Linked DNA regions of Mus musculus: all the other regions are linked to region 1. A link is a contact called in public HiChIP or PLAC-seq data. All regions are on one chromosome and are shown on one strand. Each heading gives the region's core, a stretch centred on a gene start, on an enhancer-like site or on the middle of the called end of the contact. The rest is flanking DNA. Distances are from core to core; before and after follow the strand shown. Region 1 holds the start of Pax9 (paired box 9). Region 2 overlaps Slc25a21 (solute carrier family 25 (mitochondrial oxodicarboxylate carrier), member 21). Region 3 overlaps Slc25a21 (solute carrier family 25 (mitochondrial oxodicarboxylate carrier), member 21). Region 4 overlaps Slc25a21 (solute carrier family 25 (mitochondrial oxodicarboxylate carrier), member 21). Region 5 overlaps Slc25a21 (solute carrier family 25 (mitochondrial oxodicarboxylate carrier), member 21). Region 6 overlaps Slc25a21 (solute carrier family 25 (mitochondrial oxodicarboxylate carrier), member 21). Region 7 overlaps Slc25a21 (solute carrier family 25 (mitochondrial oxodicarboxylate carrier), member 21).

Evidence for each region. HiChIP or PLAC-seq counts read pairs in DNA pulled down with a chosen protein or histone mark.
Region 2: a contact with region 1 is called in an H3K4me3 HiChIP or PLAC-seq map of stem cell-derived neural progenitor cells, with 129 read pairs. The contact joins the enhancer-like site here to the promoter of Pax9 in region 1. A contact is called at or near these places in 18 of 39 promoter capture datasets (the 3T3-L1 cell line, 3T3-L1-derived adipocytes, cranial neural crest and 11 more), 5 of 15 datasets of contacts at CTCF or cohesin (the NIH/3T3 cell line, embryonic stem cells, liver and 1 more), 107 of 484 Hi-C or Micro-C datasets (the MC3T3-E1 cell line, the Patski cell line, Sertoli cells and 45 more), 29 of 115 datasets of contacts at active chromatin or transcription factors (the NIH/3T3 cell line, astrocytes, craniofacial prominence and 16 more) and 3 of 9 other capture datasets (adipose tissue, embryonic tail and pancreatic islet).
Region 3: a contact with region 1 is called in an H3K4me3 HiChIP or PLAC-seq map of craniofacial prominence, with 7 times the contacts expected there. The contact joins the enhancer-like site here to the promoter of Pax9 in region 1. A contact is called at or near these places in 10 of 39 promoter capture datasets (the 3T3-L1 cell line, 3T3-L1-derived adipocytes, the HPC-7 cell line and 6 more), 2 of 15 datasets of contacts at CTCF or cohesin (the NIH/3T3 cell line and stem cell-derived epiblast-like cells), 2 of 484 Hi-C or Micro-C datasets (embryonic stem cells and palatal mesenchyme), 11 of 115 datasets of contacts at active chromatin or transcription factors (craniofacial prominence, embryonic hindbrain, embryonic limb bud and 5 more) and 2 of 9 other capture datasets (embryonic stem cells and pancreatic islet).
Region 4: a contact with region 1 is called in an H3K4me3 HiChIP or PLAC-seq map of craniofacial prominence, with 6 times the contacts expected there. The contact joins the enhancer-like site here to the promoter of Pax9 in region 1. A contact is called at or near these places in 12 of 39 promoter capture datasets (the 3T3-L1 cell line, 3T3-L1-derived adipocytes, cranial neural crest and 6 more), 1 of 15 datasets of contacts at CTCF or cohesin (the NIH/3T3 cell line), 3 of 484 Hi-C or Micro-C datasets (embryonic fibroblasts and embryonic stem cells), 6 of 115 datasets of contacts at active chromatin or transcription factors (craniofacial prominence, embryonic midbrain, embryonic stem cells and 2 more) and 1 of 9 other capture datasets (embryonic stem cells).
Region 5: a contact with region 1 is called in an H3K4me3 HiChIP or PLAC-seq map of craniofacial prominence, with 4 times the contacts expected there. The contact joins the enhancer-like site here to the promoter of Pax9 in region 1. A contact is called at or near these places in 6 of 39 promoter capture datasets (cranial neural crest, frontonasal cranial neural crest, hippocampal neurons and 3 more), 1 of 484 Hi-C or Micro-C datasets (embryonic stem cells), 8 of 115 datasets of contacts at active chromatin or transcription factors (craniofacial prominence, embryonic limb bud, embryonic stem cells and 2 more) and 1 of 9 other capture datasets (embryonic stem cells).
Region 6: a contact with region 1 is called in an H3K4me3 HiChIP or PLAC-seq map of craniofacial prominence, with 4 times the contacts expected there. The contact joins the enhancer-like site here to the promoter of Pax9 in region 1. A contact is called at or near these places in 6 of 39 promoter capture datasets (cranial neural crest, frontonasal cranial neural crest, liver and 3 more) and 3 of 115 datasets of contacts at active chromatin or transcription factors (craniofacial prominence, embryonic limb bud and stem cell-derived neural progenitor cells).
Region 7: an H3K4me3 HiChIP or PLAC-seq map of embryonic limb bud shows a contact between it and region 1, with 3 times the contacts expected there. The contact joins the enhancer-like site here to the promoter of Pax9 in region 1. A contact is called at or near these places in 8 of 39 promoter capture datasets (cranial neural crest, embryonic stem cells, frontonasal cranial neural crest and 5 more), 1 of 15 datasets of contacts at CTCF or cohesin (the NIH/3T3 cell line), 14 of 115 datasets of contacts at active chromatin or transcription factors (craniofacial prominence, embryonic basal ganglia, embryonic forebrain and 9 more) and 4 of 9 other capture datasets (adipose tissue, embryonic tail, liver and 1 more).

What each region holds. Positions count from the first base shown.
Region 1 is chr12:56,693,349-56,697,347 of GRCm38.p6, reverse strand. Pax9 (paired box 9) reads right to left here and starts at 1,877. Exons shown (of 4, transcript NM_011041.3): 1 at 1,484-1,877; 2 at 148-774. The coding sequence starts at 1,487. Gm15524 (a long non-coding RNA gene) reads left to right here and starts at 2,581. Exons shown (of 3, transcript XR_003950120.1): 1 at 2,581-3,999.
Region 2 is chr12:57,177,492-57,181,490 of GRCm38.p6, reverse strand. All of the region lies in intron 1 of Slc25a21 (solute carrier family 25 (mitochondrial oxodicarboxylate carrier), member 21), which reads left to right. Among named protein-coding and RNA genes, the nearest start is that of Slc25a21, 18 kb to the left of the region's middle. Within about 2 kb of position 1,985, at least 35 of the 459 cell types and tissues checked have an H3K27ac peak or open chromatin away from gene starts, as enhancers often do. A contact at or near this core is called in adipose tissue, fibro-adipogenic progenitors, neural progenitor cells and 6 more, where this site is marked.
Region 3 is chr12:57,137,423-57,141,421 of GRCm38.p6, reverse strand. All of the region lies in intron 1 of Slc25a21 (solute carrier family 25 (mitochondrial oxodicarboxylate carrier), member 21), which reads left to right. Among named protein-coding and RNA genes, the nearest start is that of Slc25a21, 58 kb to the left of the region's middle. Within about 2 kb of position 2,226, at least 6 of the 459 cell types and tissues checked have an H3K27ac peak or open chromatin away from gene starts, as enhancers often do. A contact at or near this core is called in craniofacial prominence and second pharyngeal arch cranial neural crest, where this site is marked.
Region 4 is chr12:57,119,005-57,123,003 of GRCm38.p6, reverse strand. All of the region lies in intron 1 of Slc25a21 (solute carrier family 25 (mitochondrial oxodicarboxylate carrier), member 21), which reads left to right. Among named protein-coding and RNA genes, the nearest start is that of Slc25a21, 76 kb to the left of the region's middle. Within about 2 kb of position 1,968, at least 6 of the 459 cell types and tissues checked have an H3K27ac peak or open chromatin away from gene starts, as enhancers often do.
Region 5 is chr12:57,091,640-57,095,638 of GRCm38.p6, reverse strand. All of the region lies in intron 1 of Slc25a21 (solute carrier family 25 (mitochondrial oxodicarboxylate carrier), member 21), which reads left to right. Among named protein-coding and RNA genes, the nearest start is that of Slc25a21, 100 kb to the left of the region's middle. Within about 2 kb of position 2,283, at least 8 of the 459 cell types and tissues checked have an H3K27ac peak or open chromatin away from gene starts, as enhancers often do. A contact at or near this core is called in craniofacial prominence, where this site is marked.
Region 6 is chr12:57,074,517-57,078,515 of GRCm38.p6, reverse strand. The region is part of intron 1 of Slc25a21 (solute carrier family 25 (mitochondrial oxodicarboxylate carrier), member 21); the gene reads left to right. Among named protein-coding and RNA genes, the nearest start is that of Slc25a21, 120 kb to the left of the region's middle. Within about 2 kb of position 1,740, at least 4 of the 459 cell types and tissues checked have an H3K27ac peak or open chromatin away from gene starts, as enhancers often do. A contact at or near this core is called in craniofacial prominence and second pharyngeal arch cranial neural crest, where this site is marked.
Region 7 is chr12:56,951,211-56,955,209 of GRCm38.p6, reverse strand. The region is part of intron 1 of Slc25a21 (solute carrier family 25 (mitochondrial oxodicarboxylate carrier), member 21); the gene reads left to right. Among named protein-coding and RNA genes, the nearest start is that of Gm30001, 55 kb to the right of the region's middle. Within about 2 kb of position 2,294, at least 10 of the 459 cell types and tissues checked have an H3K27ac peak or open chromatin away from gene starts, as enhancers often do. A contact at or near this core is called in embryonic limb bud and liver, where this site is marked.

The DNA of each region.
Region 1 (3,999 bases), core at 628-3,127:
GACACCCCCTGGGAAGACTCCTTAGGTTTCCAAAAGAAAAGAGCCACAGGTGGTGGGATAGACACTCGCTAGAGGCCGAAGGTACTGGGGTTCCCGAACGCGTGCAGGAACCCACTCCGCTCTGCACACTGCCTCTGAGCTCCTTACCTTGGTCGGTGATGGAGCGGATGCCCAGAATGTCCGTGACGGAGTGAGAGGAGGGCCAGGTGCGCGGCAAGGCCACCGATCCGGGGATGGCCGGCACCCCAGGTGGTGTAGGCACCTTAGCTGCTGCCGCCGTGATGGGACTGGGATATGAGTAAATGTGGTTGTAGGGCAGCGCGGGCTGCGGCGCGGGCTGGTGCTGCTTGTATGAGTCGTAATGACCCTGCTGGGCCAAGTTGCCGATCTTGTTGCGCAGAATACGGCTGATGGAACTCACCGAGGGCACGTTGTACTTGTCGCACACGCCATCCGCCAGCAGGCGGTCCCGGATCTCCCAAGCGAAGATGCCTGGGTCCCTCTGCTTGTAAGTCCGGATGTGTTTCACCACAGTAGGGGTGGTGACCCGGGGCTTGCTCCCCCCAATAGCTCCCGGCAAAATCGAACCGGTCTCGTTGTAGCGCGCCAGGATCTTGCTGACGCAGCCGTGCGAGACCCGTAGCTGGCGGCTGATGTCACAAGGTCGGATGCCCAGTTGGGCTAATTCCACGATGCGAAGCCGAATGGCGTTGGGCAGCGGCCTTCCGTTCACGAACACTCCTCCCAGCTGGTTCACCTCCCCGAAGGCTGGCTCTGCAAAAGGAGCACAGAGCGCGCCACAACGCGCACCAACTGCTTGGGACAGCCGCCTGCCACTCGGCCTCCAAGAGCGTCCAGGGGCAGGGTTATGACACCCTTCTATAAGGACTGGGGTTGCCCCGAAACCAGACTGTTCCGGCCTGAGCCAAACGTCTCAAAACAAGCTGCGGCCAGACCTCGCTCCTACTTTGCGATTCCCAACAACAAACAAGAAGAGAGACCCAGGGCAACTCCGGACACTTAAAACTCTCCGAAGCAGGCGGGGAAATCGGTTCTGAGGCTCCAGCGCGCCCCTCTTTGCCTGCCTGGTACCAAAACACTCGGCCCTTGCTCCCTTCCACCGCCTTACCCCTCCCTTCTGCGGGGTTAGACGCAGTCCAGAGAAAGCTGGGGGGGGGGTGTTTTTGTTCTGTTTTGCTTGCAAGTGTAAACACGTGTGCAACAAAACTTGGATTGACACTGGAGCTGCGAGATTCGCCAATGCCACGGCCCTCTTCCCTTAAATCGCAAAATGGCATCAATTGTCACCCAGTGGCTCTCACAGAACCCTTTCCGCCACTGACCCTTGGAGGGTGCTTACAGCTCGACGGACGCAGTCTGAGTCAATACAGCGCGGTGGCGCGCCTCAGCTCCCTCCCTCTAGCCCTCGCCTGCTCGCTCCCTCCCTCCTCGGATCTGACAACGTCCCCCATCAGCCACTCACCCATTGCTCTGAGCAGTACACCAACCCGGCCCCAGTTCCGCACTCCCAGAAAGAAACTTTTTTCTTGTTCTCACTGAGCCGGCCTGTCGCTGCTCCAAGCCGAGGGTGCCTTGGCTTCTTCCCGGGAGGAGGCGACAAGAGTGCCAAAGGAAAGAGTAAAAGGAAGTCTGTGCCGGGCTGAAAGAGGCTTGAGTTCTGCATTTCAATCTAAGCAGCAACGTGGGCTGGGCTGAGCAGGGCCGGGCGGCTCAGTCTATCACTCACTTGTGACACACCCCAAAAGAGGTGGGCCCGCGAGCAATCTGCGTTGTAATTGGTGCAGGCCGGTGAGTGACAGCTCAGTCCGGGAAACTCCTTCCGCCGTCTGTTTCTGGCTGGCTCCGCACCTGGGTGACTAAATACAATGAATAAGAGTGTTTGACGTCTTCCCAGGGGCGCCGCAAACAGAGTGCAAAATCAAGCTGATAAAAATGCTGAATAAGCGAACAGAAGCTTTGGTCTCGGTTTGAATAACTTTAAGTGGGTAGAGACCGAGGACACCTTTTGGGGAAGAGATGAATTTGTCAAATTAAAGTTGGAGGTTAGAGCTCTCAGAGAACAAGTGGCACGACCCTTAAGGGATGACTGAGAACTACCTGTCATGCTGACCTTTGGGGACTGTCAGAATCTTGTCCACAAATTCTATCTCCTTCCAGTTCACTCAGGATGGGGAGAAGTCGAGTGGAGGAGGCGCTTGAGGTGTAAGGACAAGAGACTCCTTCCCGTACCCCGCCCGAAGTGGTTAGTCCAGCAGTGAGGGGCTAAACCTCAGTCAAGCAGGATCCTAGCAGAGGCCAGGTGCAGTGAGGAAAAAAAAATTAAAAAACCAGACTAAAGAGGAGCACAGGACGTCCACGGGGAAGGAGGGTTGATCCCCGGAGCGCTGGTGGCAGTGGCCACGTCCATCCCATCCCACCCCCTTGCATCACTCACCCAGGGTCCTGGTTTCCGTGTGTAAGAATTTGCCAGGGTTCTCAACACCATAGAGCCACCTTGAAAGGTTTGATTTTAAATATGAAAGTCAGCCCCAAGGAGGTACCCGCTGACACTGCCTCTGAGCATCTGTATGTAATTCCCCGCGACTTCAGCTTAGCTACCACAGATGCTGTGTGGTTCTGCCTACCTGGGGATTTTTCACTTTCATTCACCCAAATCCGAAACGGATAGAAGAGTTTGGGACAGAGAAATGCATTTCTTTATGGAGACAAGGTTGTGACGTATGTGGACGAAATAAGGAAGAGAAGCATTGTGAATGGATTCGGGTATTTGTGTGACACCGGAAAGTGGATGATATTACTTCGTCTCCATCACAACAGCCCTCTCTTTAACACATATCCAGGATGTAGGTGATGCGCGCACTCTCCCGAAGGTTCTGCACACAAAGAAATCAGAGGAATCCCGATGTTCACCAGTAAATGACAAGAGCCCAGGACGTCTAGTAATCAGTCTTGGAGCTGACCATTGATCTCCAGGCATCTGCTTCTGTGGTGGGTGTGCACCCTGAATTCAAGTTACAATCAAGTTAAGGATTGAAAGATTACTTCAAATGTCTTTTATTGCAGTCAGGTATTTCCACAATGAGGCTTCACAAATAGAAATACTTGAACATAGCCCCCCCCCCCCTTTATTTGTTGGTTTCAGATGTTCAAAGTCATTTCAAGGCTCGACTTTGTGGTTTCATCCTTGTCTCCGCTCAATACTTGTATTGCGTAGTCAGGTGCTTTATAACAAGGAAAGCCAAGATTTCAGAAGCACCCCCAGCCCCATGCTATAGTATAAATTACTTGCAACTCAGAGACTGAGTGGAGATCAGAACTTCGCCTGAGACTTGCTCACAGAAGATACTGTGCTCTGCTCCGTGATGAGGAACCTTCATCCTCACGGGCAAGAAGTGTTCTCTGAGTGTGCTCTTTGCTCTACTTCCGTGCACCCACTGAGTATTTCACACCCTTCTGAACTGGTGTACAGAGATAGTGCCCCAGCCCGTGTGGACTAGCAAGATGTGGTGTCCTAATGAGAATCTAGCTACATCAACCCGGAGTGATCAAGAGACCTGTGTGTCTAGTTTGGGGTTTAGTACATAACATCTACTGCCGCCCCCTTTAGCTGTCGCACACCTCCCTTGCTCTTGCACAGGTCTACTGTTGGTCATCTATCGGTTTTTTTTTTTTCTTTCTATCTGTTGGACCTGGCTGTTGGTGATCTCCCTGGGCATGCGCGGACAGCATTTTACTGGGTCTCCTCAGTGTCCCTCAGGCTCTCCTACCAGAATATTCTTGGAGGCCCAGAATAAATCAACCTTGGGCACTTTGGGCCACTTTCAGCGCCCATGACCACCCGGTGCTTAGAGACCTTATAAACCGAAGATGCTGGAATAGAGGAGAGCCATGTCATCTCCAAGAAGGGGCCTGTGAGGAAACTCCCCTTCCCAAGCAAGGGCACACAGTGCCCTAGGGATCAAGTAGCCACAGATCCCA
Region 2 (3,999 bases), core at 736-3,235, 480 kb before region 1:
TTTTTTTTTCTTTTTTTCTTTTTTCTTTTTTATTATGTACTGCTTCCCCTTCTAAATCTAGCTTCCAGTGGGGTTTTATAAATTTCTAATGAGGAATCAATGAGATCGACTTATTTAGATGTTATATTACCTAGGGTTTTGTTTTGTTTTTTGCCAGTGAGATGGGAAGGTGTCAGCAACCAGGAATAAGGCAGAGCCCGCAGGACTGGATAAACAGGACATCACATCGAGAGGGCTTCAGACCTGCAGCTCTCCCAGCTGCACCTAGACAAGGGGTGTTTCTTTTCTCACTGCAGTTGTGTGGGTTAAAACTGTGACTCTGCGGCAGTGCTCTTTGAACATCCTTGCCTGTACCTTTCCTTCTCACCCATAAAATAGAGATATGGCACAGTCTACTTCAAATGCTGTTGGCAGGACCCAAGAATGGACAAATGTAAACGTCCATTACATTTAGGGTACTTAGTATGCTAACCTTAAGTATCTAGGTGTCTTTTAACAGTTTTCTTTAAATTTTTACAAATGGTAGCTTTATATAAATATGTGCCTATATATGAACTATGATTCCGAATTTACTATATAAAATGTATTTTTCTGATTTAGTGTCTAGAAATTTAACCTTATTTCATTGAACTCAAAATTCAGTTTCCTTCTCAAAGTTGGATATCATTAGTGTTAATCTTTTCACCAAAGTGATCTTTTTATTTCTTCAATGTAGTCATTATGTAGGTTCTGGAGATGTCTAAGTCCCATAATAGGTCAAGGGGAGAAATTCTGTTGAAATTTTACTTTAAGTCAACATATGATGCTTAAATGTACTTATGGGATAAAGAATTTTGCTTAATTCATATTGTTATAGTTACCTTATTAAGTATTTAGGGTCTCCCCAAGATCATTTATTTTAACAAGGGATTTATGTTGTAGATATTCTATTTTTTATCATTCGTAAGATTATTTGAGGTGTTAAAATTATCTAATATTATTGTGAATACATTTTCTTGATCATTATTAATCAAAGTGAGAAATAAAGACCCCACCTTCTTGAAATGTATTTTTCCTGTATCCCTGGAGAGAAAAGATGACCCAAATGCTCAAGAAGTTCCCAAACATCATCTCCTCTTTCCTCCTGGTTCCTCCCACTTAAACAACACACATGCACACACACTCCCCTCCTCCTTCCCTACGCACACCCACTCCATCACATACGCAGATGCATTAAAATACTTCCTCTCTGGGCTCCAAGCAGCTCTCCTGTTATGTACATGCCAGCATTACTTTGTCACCGTGTCCACGAGCTGATTTTCAAGTCTTTTCAAAACTGACACCCTGAATATCTATGAATTCACTCAGGAAACATTTCTTGAGTGTTCTGTGTCTGCCAAACCTCGTGCTAACAGGTTTGGTGGCTGTTCTGATTTTAACCCTGTGGATTGTACTGTGTAGGAAGGGCGGTAACATTAGCCAAGCCTGTTTGCCAGAAGGCGTGGCCTTGATTCACCAGGCTTCACTACAAGTTGATATTTTGCTTTTGGAAGTTAGAAGCATTGCAGGAAAATACTGCCAGCTCTTTTTCCTGTTCCATCCAAACTTTTTTTTTTTTTTAACTTGCAAAGGAATCTGAGTGTGTAAAACTTTCCATTATGAGCCACCTGTAAACTTAAAGCAGTCCAACTGTTTTTTCAGCTGCCTATAGCTCTGTTTCTCAGCTGACTAACACTGACAGATAAAGATGACTTTCCCCTGAGATGGGCTGTTCTGTTCCTGGCTGTTCTGTCACCACCAGGAGGGACAGCTCCCCTGATCCACAGGGAACATAGAAAATGCAGTTTACAGATGCAATCACATGCTGACTAGCAACTAAAATAATAATAGTCAAATAATGATTTCATTGTTCCTCCGTGTCCATGGCAACTGGGAGGTATGCAGTTAGGCTTAGACACTGCCTGGGGTTTGTTCTTCCCCTCAGATACTATTGTTCTGAGAAAATGTACAATCCATTCTGACATTCAGGCTGAAGAGGTCGACCCCTACCCTACATTTACTATAGTGGTTTTAGATCCTGGAGGTAATTACTTTGTCTTTTATACTCACAAGCCCTTGTCTTTTTAAAGTTCTACTTCCTGGCTGTTTGTACCTCTTGTATAGTCAGTGATAGTCTCCGTGCCGGAATTGGACAGAGCTCTGTGGGTTCTGCCCTATCCAATTAACACCATTGAAACCTTAGACAAATTTCTGAATTTTTCTATTTTTCATGTTCTTATTTAAAAAAAAAGACTTGTGATAACAATAGAATCTTTCTCCATAGGTTGTTGTAAGTTAAATGAAATAATACACATAAAATACATGTTCTACTTATTTGGCCAAGCAGCCACATGAGCAATGAATGCTAATCTTCTGGGCAAGACTCCCAAAGCAGTGTTCTTAGCCTGGACACTTGGGAATCAGTTAGGTAACTTTAAAAGAGACTAATGCCAAGGCCACACCCTAGACAAGCTCAATCAGTCTCTAAGGATTGAATTAAGTACTCACCAGTGTTTAAATTGCTCCATTTGATTCCAGTGTGTAGTGGAAGTTGAGCAATACTGTGTTTAAGGGTAAGGCCTCACCATATTAATGTGCCCAGAAAAAATATGTGCATGAGAAATTTACTAATGATGATATTTTGATAAGAAGGTGATAAGATAGCCGGGCAGTGGTGGTGCATGCCTTTAATCCTAGCACTTGGGAGGCAGAGCCAGGTGGATTTCTGAGTTCAAGGCCAGCCTGGTCTACAAAGTGAGTTCCAGGACAGCTAGGGCTACACAGAGAAACCCTGTCTTGAAAAACCAAAAAAAAAGAAAGTGATAAGATATAGAAAAACACAAGAAGTGATGCATATGGGGGGGGTGATTTTGAGCAGTTGACTTTATTTACTAAGCATCAATTCTAGGTTTTTTTTTCTTTCTCCCTTTTTGTCTTGCCACAGAGTCTTATTCTGTAGTAGTAGTTGGCCTGGAATATGAAGTCTAGACTGGTCTCAAAGTCATGATGACCCTGAGTGTTGAGACCATAGGTATGAAGCACAATGTCTAGGCAGTTTCTAGTTCCTTTATTCTATCAAGAGAATTCCATTATATTTCAATAGATCATTTTGTCTTAGTAGACATGTTAGTGATTCAACTTTAAACTTCTGTAAGAGTTTAAAAATAAACATTTACTCTAACCTCCCCCCTGCCCCCCCCCCCCCCCCGAGACAGGGTTTCTCTGCATAGCCCTGTCTGTCCTGAAACTCACTCTGTAGACCAGGCCAGGCTGGCCTCGAACTCAGAAATCCTCCTGCCTCTGCCTCCCGAGTGCTGGGATTAAAGGCGTTCTCCAGTACTGTCCAGCTACTCTAACAGTTCATATTTGCTTCTCTGGATGGATATGCAGTTTTGAACTGAATGTATCACTGGCCATAATCATTAGCTGTTTGCTAGGGCGGGCATTATTGTTGTTATTCTTCTGCATACGTTCTCCTTCAGTTCTGAGCAGTGCAGCGACGGTGGAGGTCAGAGACAAGCGTCTTTTTGAAGATGGGGAAACTAATGCAGCCCAGTAGTAGACAGCTCAGCAGAAGCAGAGCGACACTCCTGAGTCTTACTCCAGAGTCTTCCCTGAAATCGGGAATTTGTGCAAATGTGTGTTGAATTAAGTCCTACTTATGCTTACCCAAGGTAACCCACAGATCTTGCATTAAGGAGCTCTATACACGGTGCTCTGAATGCACGAGAGAGTTTCCCACTTGTATAGACAGAGGCAGAACATGTGATTTGAAATTGCCGAGGCCAAAGCTAGCAACACCATTATATAAGCAGGAGAGAAAATGAGATGAAGACATGCTTCAGAAGGTCGTAACTGCACCTTGTGAGGTCATTCATGTGATAGCACATCAAATGCACCACGAACCATGTGATTGGTCTCCTTGGCAGCTGGGTTATCTGGTGATGTCTACACCATATTTTATTTAGAGAATACATTTTA
Region 3 (3,999 bases), core at 977-3,476, 440 kb before region 1:
CGAATAGTAATGCTTACTAAACCCACCAATAAAGCAAGGAAGGGCCGGGCTACTGCTTTAAAAATCTGGCTTGTTAATAAATGAAGCTTGAAACTTTTGTGATACAGGTTTTATAAAGTAAGAAACTTGTCAATGAAGGAAATTACGATGAGTAAGTAACTTCTTAATTAAGATAGCTGTGGTGAGACCTCTATGGTGTGTTCCCGAGTGAGCAGCAGTGGTGCAGGAGCCATCCTGCTAAGTCATTCTGTCACGACTGTGGTATGCTGTTTACTGGTCCACCTGAGAAACTGAAACCTGTTTTACTAAGTGAAGACAACGTATCCATCAGTGGCTGATATATGCCAGTCATGATGCCCTGAACTAAAACATAAGGTGAGCAAAACATAATTCAATGAAATTATCCCCCTCCCATTTGTGTGTGCACACAGGTGTGCATGCCTGCATCCATGTATGCCTTTACTTATGTTAGGAGCAGAAAGGAAACCAGCAGGTAAATACATTAGGGTTTCTTGGGTATAAGAAAAACAAAACTTTACCCAAGCTCTAAATAATTAACATGATTTATTAGCTATTTAATTGAAAAAATAGGGTGAAGAAATATGAACCCCTTTTAGCTGTTTAATCCCACCAAGGGCCCAGTTTCTTTCTCCCTTTGGCTTTCTCTAATGCCTGCTTCATTCTGAGGCTGGGTCCTCAGGATCCGTCGCTACTGTAGGCCCATTTTGCCTGAAGTACTCAGCAAATATCTCTGATATGTCATTTGCTCAGACTGAGTCTTGTCCTTGTTTTTGAAGGAATCACTGTGACCAAGGGGATGACGTACACCAATCAGTTTTTAAAGCCTGCATCCTCCTCGAGAATGTGTGTAGGAAGTCTGTGGCCATATACTTCATCAATTAACTTGCAAACACCCCAGTTCACAGTTAGACTATGCCCTTTGCCTTTCTGAGAAAATACTCAGACAACTGCAGAGGGGAATGTGAGAGGAGAATATATCTGTAAACATCATACATGCAGTTGATATTCATATTCATAGATCTCATGGTTCTTAATTTACATCATCACCACCACCATGTCTCTGTAATGTCCAAATAAAGACTTGGGATGTTTCTTGGTTATTTACAATGTGCTGAGTAGTGAAAACCTTGAGCCATCTGATGTTGAACAGGATAGTGCATGGCTGTCTTCTCTCAGCTCCTGACCTTGCAAAGATCTGTTCAGCACCACATTCCTCTCATCTTTGTACTTGGAGCATGATTGCATTGCTTACAGAGACCTCCAAGCGTGCTGCTGAAGTGCTGCCTAGTGTGTCTAAATGCTAGACTGTGTTGTTCCTTATAGGAAAACACATATGGTAGGGGAACTTCACTCTCCAACATGTTGTAGTCCTGCAGTTGGTTGTGAGTTCTGTGTCGAAGAGTCAACAATTCATTGTAAACAAGGTCCTTTACAGAGGACCATGCGTTAAATAAGGTTCTGGTTTGATTGAGTAATAAAAATATTTGACCTGTGGCCCAGAGGAACTTTGCCTTCTATTTCTTCTGAGTAGTTCAGGAAGAGTTAACTCAGTGTTCATGGCGACTTTATAGATACTGAAAGCATCAAAAAGCATGAGAAGTAACCATCTGTCTGATGACATCTACACAACAGAGAAAATAATACCTTGGTTCAATGTCAGAGCCAGGATTTAAATATAGCACGTGAAGATAAACTAGTAATCAAGTTCTGTTTAGTCCCCTTAGTTGAAAGGTAAGAGTTTGGAGTGTTTAGGTAATATGAAGGACCACACCTATCTGTTGAAAGCTGTTCCTTCATTGGGACCCTGCTGGTCACATCTTTGTCAGTTTCTCTGTAATGGTAGGGCAAGATTTACAGCCTTCAGCTAAATATTCAGAGCTATGTAACACAAGCCTTGTAGGATGGAGCGAAAAATAACATGTTAAAATCCACAGTCTTGTCGCAGACCACATTTTTACCTCCTTGTCCTTTGTCACATCCAAACCAAACAAAGCAAAGCCCTGAGCTGCAATGGGAGAGCAAGAAGGTCGATGCTCACACCTGGGTGCCACTGGGGCTGGATAGAGGGTGTCTTCAGGGTGCAGGGCTGTTAGCCTCCTTCTCTCTGACTTCCGTTACCCTAAATCTTGGGGGCTGAGTTGCTAGCAGCAAGGATGCTGACTGAAAACTGTCACAGCAGCAATCATTACAGTCTGGGAGCCAAGTTTGACTGCAACATATGTCTTCAATTTTAATAGCTCAGTTCCCCAGATGCCCTAAAGGAGAATATTGCCTGAGAAGGAGCTTTTCATGTAAGAATAATTTGTGTTAAGTAGCTCAGTGATCTGTTTGTTAGGTTAGAGCTGACAGTTTGTTTATATTTCTAAAGGGGTATGATGAATGGGGGAGAAGTTGATGCTAATTAGCCCAAATTGTTCCTAAGAATGTAGAGGCCTTTGCCAGTTTCATTGTTTCTGTTTCTTTGCACATTTTAAATAATTGAATGGAGCTCAGACCATTCATCATCATTTCAGGAAAGATGGAAATAAATGAATTTAGCAAAGGTCTTGCATGTGTGTTGGAAGGTGTCACTTTAAAGGGCAATTAGATAAGACATCAACTTGGGCCGATGTAGACTAGTCTAACTCATTGGCATAAAATATCAAACACCAACGTTTTCATTTACTTCATTAATTATCTCTGTCATCATAGAAGGATATAGCTTTTCGATTTGAAGCCCCCCCCCCCAACCTCTGCTTCCTTAAAGAAGTAGCGGTCTATGTCAAATTGAGCCCTCAGCTTCTGGACAGAAAGGCTGTGTGTCTACACCTCATATGAAATCTTCCTTCCATTCTGTGGCATCAAACAGCACAAAGCAAGTTGTCTGAGGATGAGGTCCACACCTGGCCAGGGTGATTTTGACAAAAGAAACACACAGGGCTTCATATAAATGTATGAATTGTACAGAGAGAGGCAACCTGCCAGTGGGGTGGTTTTTGAAGAATTCTCCTTTTCTTATTTCCTTATATGTTAGATTTCATAGTGATATAATCCGAATTCTAGGATATTGCTTCTGTGTTGACCCAACACCTCTGTGTAATTAAAGGAATATGAATGGATTATTTCATAAACATGTATAAATATAAATATATATGTTGTGAATACATATATTGAGAGTTGAAATAAAAATGAACTAAATTTAGAAAGTTTATGACTTTTCCCCCTATATTTTATTCCTCTTTGGAAGACATTCTTTTTTAATTTATGCACATAAAACACCACAGGAAGAGATGGTATAAATTTGTGGACTGTGGAGAATGAGAGAACATTTTTGAATCAGGATCTTTAAAAGGGGTGAAATTTGAGTATGATTAAGTTAGGAAAAAGCCTCGCTTAGAGCGGAAGTCAGAGACTCTGTATACATTATGGGCATGTCATGGCTTTTAAAAAGTTATGTTAGACTTCTATACAAATTGTGAAGGAATTTGTATAACCCCAAACAAAATTCTGTGTGGTTCTGAACTCTTAAGTAGGAGAGAGACAAAGAGACAGAGACAGACAGACAGACAGACAGACAGACAGACACACACACACACACACACACACACACACACACACACACAGAGAGAGAGAGAGAGAGAGAGAGAGAGAGAGAGAGAGAGAGAGAGAGAGAGAGACATACACACTGTGTGGGTGGAGGTGGAGGTGGGGGTCTGGGAGAGAGAATGAGTAAGTAGTGGAGTTAGAATTCTGGTCAGAAGCAAGCCTTACTGTTGGCGGCCTGGTCATTAGCATTGCCTGGGTGTTTTCTTGATCAGTAGTTTTCTTGGGAGGAAATGATCTTATGACTTATGCTGTATATGCCACATTTGTGCATATATGCCCTGTAATTGGCATTTATTAAGGAGACCTTCAGTTTAATGGATGACTGTCAGAGCTGTGCTTGCTGGCTTTGAAGAACGTTGATTTGCTTGAGTTTAGTTACATTAACTCATTAGA
Region 4 (3,999 bases), core at 719-3,218, 430 kb before region 1:
CAGTCACAGAATGTCTTCCAGCTGTGAGAGAATGTCCCGGGCTCAAAACTGCATCCCTGCTGAGTATCCTCCCAGGGTCTAAACCAATTGTGGAAATGACTGGCTGCTAAAATATGGAACAAGGGAAATCAGTTCATATCAACAACATAAACTATCATCTGTCTGTTATTACATTCATTCAGCTGGGTCACATGTGACTCAATAATCAAATTACCACCCTATATATCTCCAATCTGTACATTCATTCAAACACCATGTGGACATGGGAAAACAAAGGTAATCTAAAATGTCATCTCTTTATTTTTTTAAAAAAAATATCTCTTCTTTTCTGTTATACATAAGTGAAAATTCATGTAAAAATGTGAACACTATAAAATAAAATAAGTTAAGGTCCTCAGTGAGCCACTTCCATAATTTGACATGCTGTTAACAGTTTGATACTTAGTTATTGCTTCTTCATATAATACAATATTCTATTGTTAATATTGTACAGATGTAATTGTCTTTTAAATTTAAGTGATTTTAAGTGAAATTTTGTTTTTAATGCATTAATATAGATCTTCAAAGGTGAATAAAATTTAAGTGGAGAAATACAATGTAATTTGTTTTCATTATTTATGCCCCAGCTTGGTTAAAGCAGCAATTTAAATATACAAAAACAAACAACCAAACAAATAAAAACAGTGCAGAAAGAGGAGGGAAGGGGAGGGGAGGGGAGGGGAGGGGAGGGGAGGGGAAGAGAGGAGAGGAGAGGAGAGGAGAGCAGAGCAGAGCAGAGCAGAGCAGAGCAGAGCAGAGCAGAGCAGAGCAGAGAAGAGAAGAGAAGAGAAGAGAAGAGAAGAGAAGAGAAGAGAAGAGAAGAGAAGAGAAGAGAAGAGAATCTGGCTACAACCATTCAATAAGTAAACCAGTAAGAAAAAGGAAATACTCAGAAAATTGAAATGTAAAGTAGTATTGGTGGAAAGGTTTACCAGATAGCCCACTGGAAGGCAAAGGTGAGGAAGATCCTGGGACTGAAGCAGAACCAGATAAAGAACTAACAAAAGAGTATAGAACATCCAGGCCTGACAATATGCAACTGGTACTGCCCATGGTTATTGCTAATGTGCAAGAAACAGTCTGCCTATTAGGTTATGTGGCCTTAATGGCGGGCACTAAGCTCAAAACTGTGCTTGGAGAACTGGATGCTGGGAAATAAATAACCAGCCCTCCAATTCCCTTTGCCTTCATAATCTCGGGGGTGAGCCCCACGGGCTGAACCGAGTTGGAAGGCAGAAGGCAAAATGTTACAGTTGGCAAGGAAGAGGAATCCTCTTTCTAAGCCGGGGCTCAATAAGGACAAAGCCATGTTCATCTGAAGTGCCAAGAACGTGGAGCTCAACAGCGAGGAGCTGGACAAGTTGGGTTGGCATCTGCCAGGTGCTGCATAAGCTAGAGATGAACTCAGACCTCAAGATACAGCTGTAAAAACTCAACATCACAGCTGCCAAAGAAATTAGAGTTGGTGGTGGTGGGAAAGTGATCACAGCACCAAGTTCTTCAGCTGAAATCTCTGCAGAGAACCCAAGATTGCTAGTGTGTGAATTGGAAAAAAAAATAGGGAGAGTTATGTCGCATTTATTGTTTGGGGTAGCATTCTGCTTAAGCCGACTTGAAAACATGTCCCAGAAGCGATTCCGCCCTTGAAGACTTTTTTTCCAAGTGACACTGTGTGCAAGGAGATCGTTGTGAAACTGCACAGCCCCAGCTCATAACGTTTCATTTAGACAGCGCAGTGTGTAAGAGGCTCATGGGCAAGCATGTTAAATGTGAACTTCCAGTGTTGATTTTAAACAGAAATGACAGAATAAAGCATCATTGACAGTAAGCCTGAGATTTAAGGCAGGCTGACAAGGTGGGGAAGAGCGGCTGTGGGGGATGGGTGAAGAATGTGTAGGATATCAAGTTACTTATTTTTAGCTCCTTCTGGAGAGCTGTCCTGTCTCATTTTCATTCAGTAGTGTGATGTTATATATCACGAAACCCTAGACAACAGTAGTTTCAACTCTGGAAGAGTTCTGACTCACTAGAAGTATCTTTCTCATTATAGGACAAAACAGGTTTTCTTTTTTACCACAATTGGATTATTTTATTGATAGGATGCATCAAAGGAGGTGAAAATGGTTGTCTATCTCTGTGTAGTTATGTGGTGAAACTCTTTCTCTGTATTTTCCAATCTAAGCACCACCTGACACAATCAGATAAAGATGAGCACTGTTCTGGGAAGTTAGAGACTGGGTCTAGTAGAAACTGGTTCCAGACAGGATAGATGCGAGGGGTTTCTAGGACTATTACTAGAAATATCTATGTGGGCTATATCATATATGCAAAAATGTTTTTTTCCTTCCTGTGGGCAAAGGGCAGAATGTTTTTTGTTTTTGTTTTATTTTGTTTTGTTTCACAACAGATAAGTCTGAAGAATACAGGAAATCTGGAGAAATAGTTACATTCTGTGGTTAGTCAGGGAGCAATAAACTCACAGGAAGACAGCACTCATTGAGTCCAAAGATGGCAAGTCAGCACTTTTTCTTGAACTTATGCCAAAGTGCCCATGGCAGGAAATTAACCTGGGTGAAGATAAGAGAGCCTGTTGGCTCCAGGAATGGCAGGAGGGATGAGCGTACTTGGCAGGGACAAGCAGTAATTAATGTTTCTGGGGACCAACCAAGAGTGACATGTTGTCTTGGGACAAAGTGGTCACATAGGTATCAGTATTTTCTATCATTGTTGCCAACCATGCCTTTGGGAATTAAAGATGCCACATGTGACGGTACCTGGGTTAACCCATACCTGCATGTGTGGGACCATTTTCTAACTAGCAGCTTCTTATTAAGTTTGTTTCTCAAGTGCTGTTATTGAGATTTTTCTTAAGATTATGCCTCTTTGTCCAGGTGGTGATGGCACAGGCCTTTAATCTCAGCACTTGGGAGTCAGAGGCAGGCGGATTTCTGAGTTCAAGGCCAGCCTGGTCTACAGAGTGAGTTCCAGAACAGCCAGGGCTACACAGAGAAACCCTGTCTCGAAACAACAACAACAACAACAAACTCACAAACAAACAAACAAACAAACAGATTACACCTCTTTGGTTTGTGGTATTCCAGAGGCCTTAGTTCAAACAAGACCCTGTATATTCCCACCTGAACTGGAGAGTGAGATTCTGTCTCACATTGAGATAACTTCGTGATACCTTCCTGATTAGAAGTTGCTTTTGGGAGGGCCCACATGTGTGTGCAAACCACAGTGAGGATACCTGGGTGAAACAGGCTCTCAGAATTTAAGAAAAGCATGCTAAGAATGAAAGCTTTGTATCTTGGTCTTCAAAGTATGCAATGCTTTTAACATCTCTGAAGTTAGGTTGTATTTACTGATTTTAGCAGCCTTGAAATTAATTAGTAAAACCTTTTTCTCTTTTAGTGATCTATTAAACAGAGTGGTGCCCTTGATGGTTAATGATATTTTAGAGTTGAGGAAATAAAAATTAGTTGAAAAAGTAGAACTCTGAAAGGGCATTTGTGAACTCAAGTTTTTGTATTTTTCTAGTCTGCTTTGGGTAACCATAATGTATCTCTGGAACTTTTTATTAAAAAAGGTGAAACCTGCTAATTATGCTCTGATTTGTACATGTACCAGATTTATTTTTTCTTATGGCTCAACTCGACCTAATTTGTAATGTTTACCAAAAATACCATGTGAAGTAAAACATTCTGAAGTTTCATTCTGGCTCAGGGTTGGTTTCATTTATAAAATCTTTAATGGATAAGGGAACCAGACAATGGCTACAAATGAGCCAACCAGGAGACATTGTCTTTATCGAGTGTATTCTAGAAAAGAATTTAAAAAATTAATAACGAATAGCTGTTTATCCAGTGTTTTCAAGATCTCTGAAAAACTGTGTCTGATAGGCATGGTTTTCTGGTAATAACTCTGATGTCTTGTATCCTTCCATAGGATTAACTTAGC
Region 5 (3,999 bases), core at 1,034-3,533, 400 kb before region 1:
CTGTTATTAATCCAGCAGCTGCTCTGGATGATAGTTAATAGTCTGGACAATGATTAATAGTTCTGCACTATTAATTAATTTGTATTGTTTTACCCAATTCAACCAGACAAAGACCATTTTGGAGTCTGGCATTGAAGGCTCATGTACTTTGCATGAATTCAAGAAAGTTTTGCCTCTGTCACCACATATAGATATCAATAACCCATGTTTGTGTTCCAAGAGCAAACCAAATCTAAAACCCCAATACTGCAGTTTGTTTTTTAACCAGCGTGGACTTCTTTAGTGCTCCATTTCAAGACTCTGCTGGGAATGATTTGATAGCTCTTGCTATATTGCCCAGTTTCTGTTTCTGGAAGGATTGTCCTGTGCTGTTTGATAAAGAACGACTCAGCCTTCACTCCTGTATTTTGCATCAGCATCTGGGTTTGGTGAGACCTGGAGCCTCCTTGCCTGTGCTCTTTAGTCTAGTTCCAGCAATGGGCCTTGCTCTGCTCTTCGCTGCACTGGCACTTCAGGTCTTGTTTCTCTTATTGCTCCCGAATTTTCACCTTGGTTCCAGCCCCCCAGCAGTTGTTTGCATTGGTGAACCCCTGTTAGTGCACAAAATGTACATTGCAGACATGCAACCCTCACCATGGAAAAACTGTTTCTTTAGTCTGCTGCATGGCTCTGGGCTTCACATCGAGATCTGGTTCCTCCAGTATGCAGTGCACTATTTTAAAACTCATGTGGTTCGGTTGCAGATAGGTTTGGAGTTAACGCAACCACAACAGTGTGTATTCCCTGAGCTTCAACGTCTCTCAAACTCTGACTCATGGGAGACTTTGGAAAGCTTTGGGAGAGCTGCTAGTTAGTGCAGTTATTTCACAGGTCTCGCATGAGAGATCTCTCTGGGATTTATGCTGTTGAGCTGTGTGTTTGAACTGTTAAGCAGCTTCTTTGCACTGTGAGGTCGTAGAGCAAGCTCTGCAGAAGGCCAAACAAGACTCCACTGTCCTGTTTGCCCCTGTTTAAGGCAGACCCAGAGCATCTTTAGAGTAGAAAGCAGAAACTTTACATGTGGCAGAAGCAGTTCAACTTTTGCAGCTACTCTCAACAGTCCCACTGTGTACTTTAATTGTTTTCTTCTTTCCTTTGGGACCTGACATTCCTCTCTGCTGTACAGTCTGATGGCAGCATAACTAAAGTCCGAGCAGAGAGCAGACACAGATGCATGTGAGCTTTCATAAAACATTAACGTCATGAAACCTCCATCAGAGAATGTTTTTAAACAGATCTAATCTTATAAGCTTGTTGGCACTTGGTATTCACTGCCAACTATTAGTAAAGAAAGTTTAGGAATTGACCAGAAGTTTAATTATTAAAAATGACTATAGAAATTGATATTTAACATGTTCAAATCTCCCTTTATTCCCAATACACACAAATCAAGGAATAGAAAAAATCGGTTTTAAATGCCACCTTTAAGCTATTAAACTTTTTCCCTACCTAAATACCTGCACCTCATAGGGCAACCATGTTCTTCTTTGTGGTGAAGGAAGAGTATAAATTTATACACTATAGTCCATGATTGTGTGAGCCAAATCTAGAGTTGGTTGTTCTTATCAAACAGTTAAGTGAGAGTATATATGTTCCAGCTTAACCCTCCCCATAGCACTGAATCTGGTACAGCGTGGGAACTAACATGGACGTATAGCATTGCAGAAGGTGAGGGCCCTCTAGCTCCGCCACTCCTGTGCTGTACCACTTAGGACAAGTACTTGTTTGTGATCTTGTCATTTCATTTGTCAGTGAAGACCATAGTATACTTCTCTAATAATGTCTTTGTGACCATTGAAATTAATTTATCTACAGTCTTAGACTAGGACCTGGCAGAAATAATACAATAGTAAGACAATATTTGTTGTCTCAAACTATTGAAACTAAAAGCCTAGCTAGGTGTAGGGACACATACCTGAAATCCTGGCTTCTCAGAAGGCTGAGGCTGGAGAATGGTTTTTAACCCAAGACCCGTGTGATGTAGTGATATTCAGTCAAAAGTAAATTGGGCATCAGCCTTATACCTTATATTTCCAAGTGCCAATAAGTGCAAATTGCTGTAGTGCTCTGGACAGCATGCTCTCCATTAGTGCTCTGTTGCCCAGAGGGGTAGGTCATTTCTCAGCTATTCTGGAGTTGAGAAATAGTGACTCTTCAAGAATCTCAGTGTGGGTTGATTAGAGATTCAGATAGAGAACCCAGGCTTCCTAACTCCTCGTCAGGTGCTGGACAGCGATCAGGATGGCTGCCGGGGAACAATGGCTTGACTGTTCACAGGCTGACCTTCCAGGTCCAAATGGAGATTCCAAAACAAACAAACATGAGTTCTTGTTTTTGTTACCCTGGGGTGGAAACTGCTTGAGACTTTGGGGAATTCAGTTCATTACTTTGAGTCTCTGACTGTCTCGGGCTTTCTTGCAGCAGAGTTCCTGTCATGACTTTGTAGTCCTCCATCACACACGCTCCTCACTCTCTAGCACTGAGTTCTTAGTGAAGGATTTGTTTTCCCCAGTACTTACACTTCCCATCCAAATTCACATGCCCTCATACACTCGCCTAACATGTGAAAAACCGCAGACTTTACAGAAAAGAGTTACAGGATCGATCAGTTCTGTCAAAATATTTCCACAAGCCTTTCCTTTATTTCTGTAGTCACTTAACTGCCTTCCTTATTGTAGTGTAGACTTTTCATAGTCTCTAGCAATTTTCAGAGGAGACAGTAGGCTGTAGACTCAGAAAAATGCTGGTAAATGTTAGAACCATATGACCTCTTCCTTGAAATTAGTCTTTGGGGACTTTGTAGAAAAGACACTTTACAACCAAATGTTCTAAGACACTGGACAGTTGAGACACCATGCCTTGTGGTACAAAGAGAGCATGGAATACTATGGCCTCCCTGTTTTGTGTCTCACCAACTGAAAACTGAAAAGAATATCTTAGCTGTGTTGATCACCTTTATAGTAAAAGACCAACTAGGGTTTTCCATTGGAATAAGGTTTGGGAAATGCCAATCACGAGACCTTTTTCTCATTTGCCAGGAGGAAATGAATTGGTGAATAAATGCCTTAGCATTTAGGTTTGGGGTGCAGGTTCCCTAATCTAAAAGCCAAAGACCGCAGACATCACTTCTTAAGACAGAGCTGCATAAAGAACATTTTTCATTAGGAAGCCTAAAAATTTGCCTTTCCCTATTCTCCCTCGATCCTGAAGTCTTTCTCAGTTTTCAGTGACTCGTAACATTTCCCTTTCCTTGGAAAACCCAACACTATACATCAAAATTCAAGTTTAAACTGAAAACAATTAAAACCAACAATCAATTAAAAATTAATCACTTTACTCAAAGGCCAAGTTCCTACAAATATTGAGGAAAGTATTTTGATGTTATTCTAGAAATATTCTGGCAGCACTGAGATTTCTACTCGTAGATAAGTATACTTTTAGCTCAAAACTAACATTTCTGCTATTGGTTTTCATCAGAAGAAATATGTTTGTAATTAAATAATAGAAGTAAATATGTAGTTTTGTTTTCTTGTTCCAGGCAGACTATGCAACCCAGGTTTGTCTACAAGTTACTGTGTAGCCCAGGCTAGCCTATAGAACCTTTAGCTCCCAATTTCATCTCCGTAAGTGCTAAAATTATAGGCATTTTCTTCCATGCATAATAGTTTTCCTTTTTATATATTGAGAAACTAAAGTTATAATACTACTTTAAAAGAGAAACATCAACACATTATGGATTAAAGGATATCCCATAGCAAATGGAAAAGTCACCTCCAGTCTTTGCTTGACCTTTCTTTGATTTATTGGCTTTATTTGCTCACATGTTTACTATGTGCTAGATTTTAATTTTGCTGCTATAGATAAAATGGAATATAAAATACCACCTTCTGCCCTTAGGGTGATTGTAGGATATAAGGAGAGAGCTGTGAAATGAGGGCTGTGTTAAAGAGGAAGTGGAGA
Region 6 (3,999 bases), core at 491-2,990, 380 kb before region 1:
CATGTAACTGTTGCTTGTTTCTCTGATGTGCTGCAAAGCATTATGTGGACTAATTGCCAAGAACTTGTGAGAAATATCATTTAGACTCAGGAAAGCTGCAACCCTGGGTCCCGTTGGAAGGTAAATATGTCCTGCACCGTGACCAGAAATAGTAATTGTCAGAAGAACGTCTGAAACTTTCCCCTTTGCTTTAAACTACCTATGCAACTGCTCTCTCTCAGTATGATGTACTATTTGTTGAGAACTGAGTTAAATGTACACAACGGAGTGAAAATACACTTAAAATATGACTAGTGAAGGAACAGTCTATAATGTAACATTTTGCCAGTGTTTGAAAATCAGTTCATGTTGCTCTGTATAAATGTTTACTACTTCAGTGCTGGGACATGCTAGGCATGTGCTCTATCACAGAGGTATCTCCTTTTCCTACACACATACATATACATGTAAGCAGTGCACTGGTGATTCCAAGTTGACTTAAATACAGCCAGAAAAAGAGACCAAGACATCTCGGCTTTAATGTGCTCCATCAGAAAATATAAAGAGATGTTTTTAAAAACACGTAATTTATTAGAGTTCCACATGTGGAAGCACCTGTGTGTGTTAGTATGTGTGTATGTTTGTGTACGTATCTGTATGTGTGCTTGTCTATGTGCATGCCTGTGTGTGTGCATATTTGTGTGTCTGTGTGTGAGAGTGCGTATGACCATGTGTGTGCATGTCTGTGTGTAAGTGGGAGAATGTGCATGATTGTGTGTGAGGGTGCATGTATGTGAGACTGTGTGTGCATGTGAGCATGCAGGTGTGTGCGTATGTGTTGCTAGAGTTTGAACTTACAGTTTGCACATAACTGGCAAACGTCCAACCATTTAACAACATTCTTAGCCCTGGAATCATTTTTTTAATATTTATTTTTACTATCCTTAGTTATGTGAGTGTGTTTGGATATGGGTACACCACAAGAGTTCAAGTGGTGTAAGAACTGTATGCGCTCATAGTTGTATGTGCCGAGCTATCTTCCCAATCTTCTGGATGGGTGAATTATTTTATTCTGAATATTGCAAATCATAGAAATCTCTTCCACGAGTATATCCTTTCACTCTGCTTCCTTATTAATAATTGTTTTTCTTCTAAACCATCACTGGTATGCCATGGCTTCATTGAAAAACATTTGTACTACCAGAGTAGACTTCTCTAGGGGCATAAGAGGTGGCTATTCTTTGGTTGCTCTTCATAAAAAGTTCTCCATATAAAAATTATCTTTTTAGTTATTTGGAAATGAGGATATATCATTTCAGCAAAATTTGAAAAACACTATTTTAAAGTTAATGATAGAATATTTTTATCAACATAGATACTAGAGGTTCTTACTATAATGTAATTACGTATTGTGCAATTATGTCTTGGAAGATTTAATCAATTGGTATTTGAAAACGCTTATAGGTAAAGTTTTTAGAAGATTACGTTTCTTGAATTCTTTATACAGTGGAATTTCTGATGCTACAGTAAATTAAAAAGTTGGATGATTCTCATGTGAGCTCTTATTTCACCAATACAGAACAACCTTGAGCCACACTAGAGCAATAATTACTTAACCTAAATCAGAGCCCAGCCCAGGCCAGACAGCTGGTTTCATTTTGTTAGGAGATCCATCTGATTTACTCTTTGAGTCAGCTTTCATTACTGCAGAAGACAGAACTCCACTTGAGTTTTTAACCCTGAATTCTCTGCCTTGTTTGCTGCCTGCTATAAAATTGCATGGTTGAGCTGCCACAGCCGCTGCACACACGCTCAAGCTACTGTACGTCTGTCTGCAGGAGCTCCACCAACGCTTGGAAAAAGGGGAGCTTCCCACAAAGAGATAAAATCTGGGTCCTTCTCACAGCTGTACCAAAACAAAAGAACAAAACAAAACAAAATAAAAAATCCCTGACTGTGGGAGTCTAGGGATAGCTATTTGGAATTGATACCTGATTTGAGTTCCTTTAGGAGCAAAAGGAGCCATCTAAAAAACAGTCATTTACAAAGCACTGTGTCTGTCATTGCTTAGCCATTTTGAAAACTGGACAAATGGATATCAGAGATTCAAGCAAAAGGCTCATTTTAAATATCAGTTACTGGTAGCTACATTTATTTATTTATTTATTTATCTATCTATTTATTCATTTTAAAGCTTTATTTATTTATTTTATGTATGTAAGTATACACTGTAGCTGTACAGATGGTTGTGAGCCTTCATGTGGTTGTTGGGAATTGAATTTTTTAGGACCTTTGCTCGCTCCAGCCAGCCCTGTTCGCTCTGGCCCAAAGATTTTATTTATTATTATACATATGTACACTGTAGCTGACTTCAGATACACCAGAAGAGGACATCAGATCTCATTACGGGTGGTTGTGAGCCACCATGTGGTTGTTGGTATTTGAACTCAAGACCTTTGGAAGAGCAGTCAGCCCTCTTTCCAGCTGAGCCATCTCTCCAGCCTACAAATATATTTATTAGGTGTCAAGTAATGACCCTTAAAAACTTGCCTTACATGATATTGTGTGTCTTCATTTAAATCGTGACTCAAGTCCATGTAGACACGAGGATATACTAATATTTCTTATGCGGTTCTTGTAATCCCACGAGTGTGGTTTCCAGCTTCTAATCTTAGACTTGCGATGTTGTAGTAAGGTAGCTTAAAACACTTGGTAGGATTGTTGTCATTTGGGTAAAACTCTCTTGGATTTGATGGGTATGATCACCTCTCTCACCTCAAAGAAACTGCCTGTACTCTTTATATAAAGCCAGCAGGAAAATAAGTTCTCTGTGGCAATATAGAAAAATGTAAGTGGCATAAGCCGCAGCCTGACAACTATAGCCTTCTGCCATAGAGGACAGTATTCCTGTCTGGAGTATATAAAATTCTATCCTGTTGTGATCCTGTAGCTGTGTCATTTGTTTGAGGAGATCCTGTGATGTTCAAATAGTGAAGAAATCACTTAAATGCGTGGGTCTCAGGGTATATCCTGGTCTTAAGGAGTGTACACCTGTATTAAAAGTCTTACCACACTCTTTGATATATTCTTGTTGACTACACCTCTTCCAGATTTTTACAGTTTTCTAATGGGGGGGGGTTCATGGTTAAATAAATTTTATAAATTTTTCTGGTGGGCGGTAGTGGTGTCATAATACATGGTAATATACTCTGAGATACTTAGAGAAGAAAAAGCTACTTGATATAGTTTATTTTATTGTTTTTGAGTATAAGACACGATATCACTTTATTTGATAGTATAATATCTCATACAATAACTCATAAAACTTTTGATATTGCTTTATGTTGGGCATAGCTATCTAGATAATCTGATTTCGTATTTTCTCCAAACACACAAATATACACACACAGAAACACACACACACACACACACACACACACACACACAGCAGTGTAATATTGTGGCTAGTTTTAAAAAAATGTGGATTGCTTTCTTAGTACCACAGAGAAAAAAAATATGTAATAAATATAAACATCTAAAATTGTTGGGGGCAAGGATATTCTTCTTGAACCTATTTTGAAAAAAAAATATCTTAGAGGACTTGTGGCTGCCAAGCAAGAGATGTACTTATGAAGTTAGCAATGTGACTAGGGTTCTTTATAAATGCCTTTCTAAAGAATAATTGTTTTCTTATAAACCAAGTATATTGATGGCACTACCTTCTTACCAACTCATAATGTATTTGGAAAAAGAGTCATAAGAAATGATAAAACTAATGATAATCAAAAGAAATATTTGCTTTTTGCAGCATAATATGACTGTTGCTTAAAACTGAAGTTTCTAGTTCTATGCAGCAATCCACCAGAGAGAAAGCTGGCTGAAGGTCAAGTTTTTACTTATGAAGTTTAGTCTTTGAAAAGAAAACAAGTGTCCTCTAGTTGCTGCCCATTATCTAAAACACAGTGGATTTACTGACTGATGTGTGGATTAGCTCCTGACCCCAGTAGTTAAGTTGTAAAC
Region 7 (3,999 bases), core at 1,045-3,544, 260 kb before region 1:
ACACCACCCCACACCACTATATAAAGAACCATGTCTCTCCAGTGTGCCTAGGTCATAGGTAATAACCTCAGACATATTCCTCAAGCTCCACATGAACGTTTTAGTGTCTTCCCCTCCTAATCATTTTCTTCTCCATACCCCCCACTATTTCCCAACTTCAGGCAGCAACCTTTTTTATGAAGGTAATTTTTAAAAAGTCTCCTAATTGGGCTGGAACTTCTCTATACTCTAGTTCTGCTGGAAGACTGATGCCTGAGAGTACAGATGAGGACCTCTGCCTTCTACCCCAGATAAGCATCCCCTGCAATTGGGCCTTTCTTTTCCATACCTGAAAGATCCACTCTGCTCCCTGTGATGAGAAAGGCCATCTATATTGGTAATACATCATAGATACTAATAGTAGAGGTTGTTGAAAGAGAGAATTCCCCAGTGTGTGGTCTATTATGTTTTATGGAGAAATATCTGTTGTATTTCTTTAAAATCTCAGATGATTTTTGTATTTTCATTGCTTCCTATTTTTACAATGAAGTAATATTTTAGTCAATTCATTTTATCTCTCCCAATAAGAGAATGTAGCAGTGAGAAATGCCCAGCGAGTTGAGTGTTGGATTTTTACACCTGTGGATATCTCACAACCGCAAGCTAAGTGAAGCTCCACCTGCCAGCATTTACGTTAATGTAGAGAAATCTGCAGAAAGATAAACTATAGATCCCTCAAACTATATCATAGGTTCTTATCTAGGAGTCTTTGCATTGTGTTTATATTTTTACAAAGTGTGTGTTTCTTTGTTTCATGGTATAATTAATTAATGATTGCTGCTTTGCTGATGGTGTGTCAGATGTATGTAAGAGGGGGCTCTGAACACTTACTTGGTAAATTTAGAAGAGAATATCACTCAAGAATTTCTTTAAAAATAAATGTGTTTTTATTAATTTCTTTTAAATTTGCCAAAATACTTTCTGAATGTCAATGTATATCAAGACCGCCTTGGATAGTGGAGAGAATCTGAAAGGTTTGCTTGCTGAGTGTAAGCTGTAGGGTGCTGAATCCATTAGCTGGCAGCTTTTAATTAGAAATTAGATAAATGTTGCAAATTAATATTTGCCTTGCAAAAAAATGCAAGAAAAAAATAGCAAATCATGTCAAGACATCAGTGTTCCTTGAAGTTCTGTGTTGGGCCATCTCTCATTTGCAGATTCATTCTCGATAGTCTAATTCCCTCCCAGGACCTGGGTGATCCTGACATATATGTCTCTCAAATAAGGATCTTATCATTTGGTACCCAGCAGTTCCTCATCTCCAGTGTCAGTGCCTAGCACCCGCATCCACAGTTCTCTGCTTCACATGCCCATCCCTTCTGCCCCATTTCTATTATGAATTCATACTTCCTTCCACCCTCATAAGAGCGGAGCCCCCACGGCCTAACCACCCTTCAGACCCCTCTACCTAATAACATCACAGCAGTGATTGAATGCTGATTTGAACTTGGGAAGAGGAAACATTCAAGCTCAACAACATCTAAGATGAAATCATCCAGACTACGTTGCTCCTGGGTTCACCACTCTTGGTTCCACCTGAGGCTTCATTCTCTCCAGAAACAAGGACCTGCCACTTTAGAGTACATAAAAATGTATGCCACGGGCTAAATGCACTCTTGTAGGGCCTCAAAAGGTTTGAAACAGTGGCAGTGCCTTTGTAATATGCTACAGATGGCCAGGTTGGTAAGTTTATGTTAGTTCAAACTGGTAAGTTTCTTTGTGAAAACACACACACACACACACACACACACACACACTCACTCACTCACACGCACATCACATCAAAAATGATCATTTTATTTGTCCTTTCTTTAGATTTTGATAGCTGACTTGGGGTAATTTGGACACAATGTGTAGTGTAAAGTGAACTACTTTTAAAATAGTTACTGGTGCTTTATCTGTTTATACACTGCACATCTAGGTACACGGTAAACATTCAAAAGTAGGCCCTAGTTGATTTTCCGGGCCTTCTACAGCATCTCAATAAGTGTTTATATTAGGTCAGACTTTGCAGTGTCCACCGCATTCCTGCAGCTATAATCCCTCCATTCCCTCATACGGTCCTGTGAAGTAGGCGTGTTCTCTAGAATGCCCAGCCTGCACCCAAGAGAAAGTGACGGTTAGTGCAGGGTCTGTGTGCTTCTGAGCCTGTAGTGGGTTAGCTGATAGCCAGAGGCAGGACCTGTTCACTCACAGTGGGGACTGGGACTTGTCTCTAATATATTCTGTAGATCCATTGTTAAGGGCCACTGTGGGCCTTGATAGCCATGTTTACTGTTGTTGATAGAGATCAAATGACTTGCCAGAGCTCAGGCCTTTTACTTCATCATCTGTTCCTGACAGTCAGACACCTTGGCCGTCTGCAAACAGTCTCACAGTGCCAAAATACTTCTTGATTTTAAGGTTTTTAAAGTAGAAACAATTTTTATAAAATCATAGGGATATGCCCAAGTTTTCTCAGTTCAAGTTCTTTCGATCATAACAATGTGTGTATTGCAATTGACCTTCTGAGTGTTTGCTACCTTTAGCACTCTGTCTGTAGCAAAGCAGTTTTCAATCTGAAGAAACACTCTATGGTCTGTAGAAACACTGCCATTCTCTCACTTCCCAGCAGACAACACTTAAAGCAAACCTGTCTCCACGTTATTTCCTCTTTCTCAAGCCACACCCTGGACACTCTTCCCTTTTCTCCATTCGTCTATAGCATATAACTTGAAACATATCCAATTCTCAGGTTTGGCGACAGTTCAGGACCAAGGGACAAGGTCACAGAGATTATAGACTGTTGAATGTGTGACGAGGCGGCTCATAAAGACTCCGGTCAGATGTCCTTCATTTGCCTTTAATTAACTACAGCTGCATTTTATGTTGCAAGCTGATCTTTGATCTGTTTTCCCCTTCAGACCTCTGTGCTCAAGGTAGTTAAAAACAAACTAGGAGGCCAATTTTAAAGACAAAAAGAAAAAAAAAGAAGAAGAAAGAAAAAGAGAGAGGAAAAATCCCTCCGGGATAATCAAGTGACAGTTGAAGCAACCATGAGCTGTTAGCTTTATTCATTAGAGAATTTTAAACATGTCAAGAACTAGAATAATGTCCCTGCTGTTAGAGCAGCTTCAACAATGAAGATTACAACAGCTTTGGGACACATGAGTGGGCAAACTTTCTCGTGAAAACAGTTTATTGAGGAGCCTTTTACTACAGTGGCACCGCATCTAGCTTACACAGTTTCACAGGAGAAAGATTGGTTCAATATGCATTGTGAACGCCGGACCTCTAAGAGTGGCAGATTTATTGTGCAACCTTACTCTAACCCAAATGGTCCCTGCAATTAGGTTTACAAAAATGTCCTGCAAGTTCTCCAGTAGAAGTGTCTAGCCTCTGTTTTTCCACAGAGCTTGTGCTGAGCCAGGTAGAGTGCATGATGCAGCCTGGGTTTTAGCGTGGTAATCACCATATAAACTCTGATGCCTTTGTAGTTTTGTGTCATTGACAAACTCTTCTTCCACCTTGGAAGAATGCTGCAGTCCCACCAACTTTAGAAAACATTAGCCAGGCGTGGGGGTGGTGCACGCCTTTAATCCCAGCACTCGGGAGGCAGAGGCAGGTGGATTTCTGAGTTCGAGGCCAGCCTGGTCTACAAAGTGAGTTCCAGGACAGTCAGGGCTAGACAGAGAAACCCTGTCTCGAAAAAAAAAACCAAAAAAACAAGACGAAACAAACAAACAAACAAAAACAAAAAAAAACAAAAAAAAAAGAAAGAAAGAAAAGAAGAGAAGAGAAGAGAAGAGAAAAGAAAAGAAAAGAAAAGAAAAGAAAAGAAAAGAAAAGAAAAGAAAAGAAAAGAAAAGAAAAGAAAAAGAAAACATTAGAGCCCATAATGAAGAGTCTTGAACAGTAGCTTTAGAAAGATGTTAGGCAGGAGCCAATCCCAATCACATCCAAGTGGTGTTTCCTGTGCCG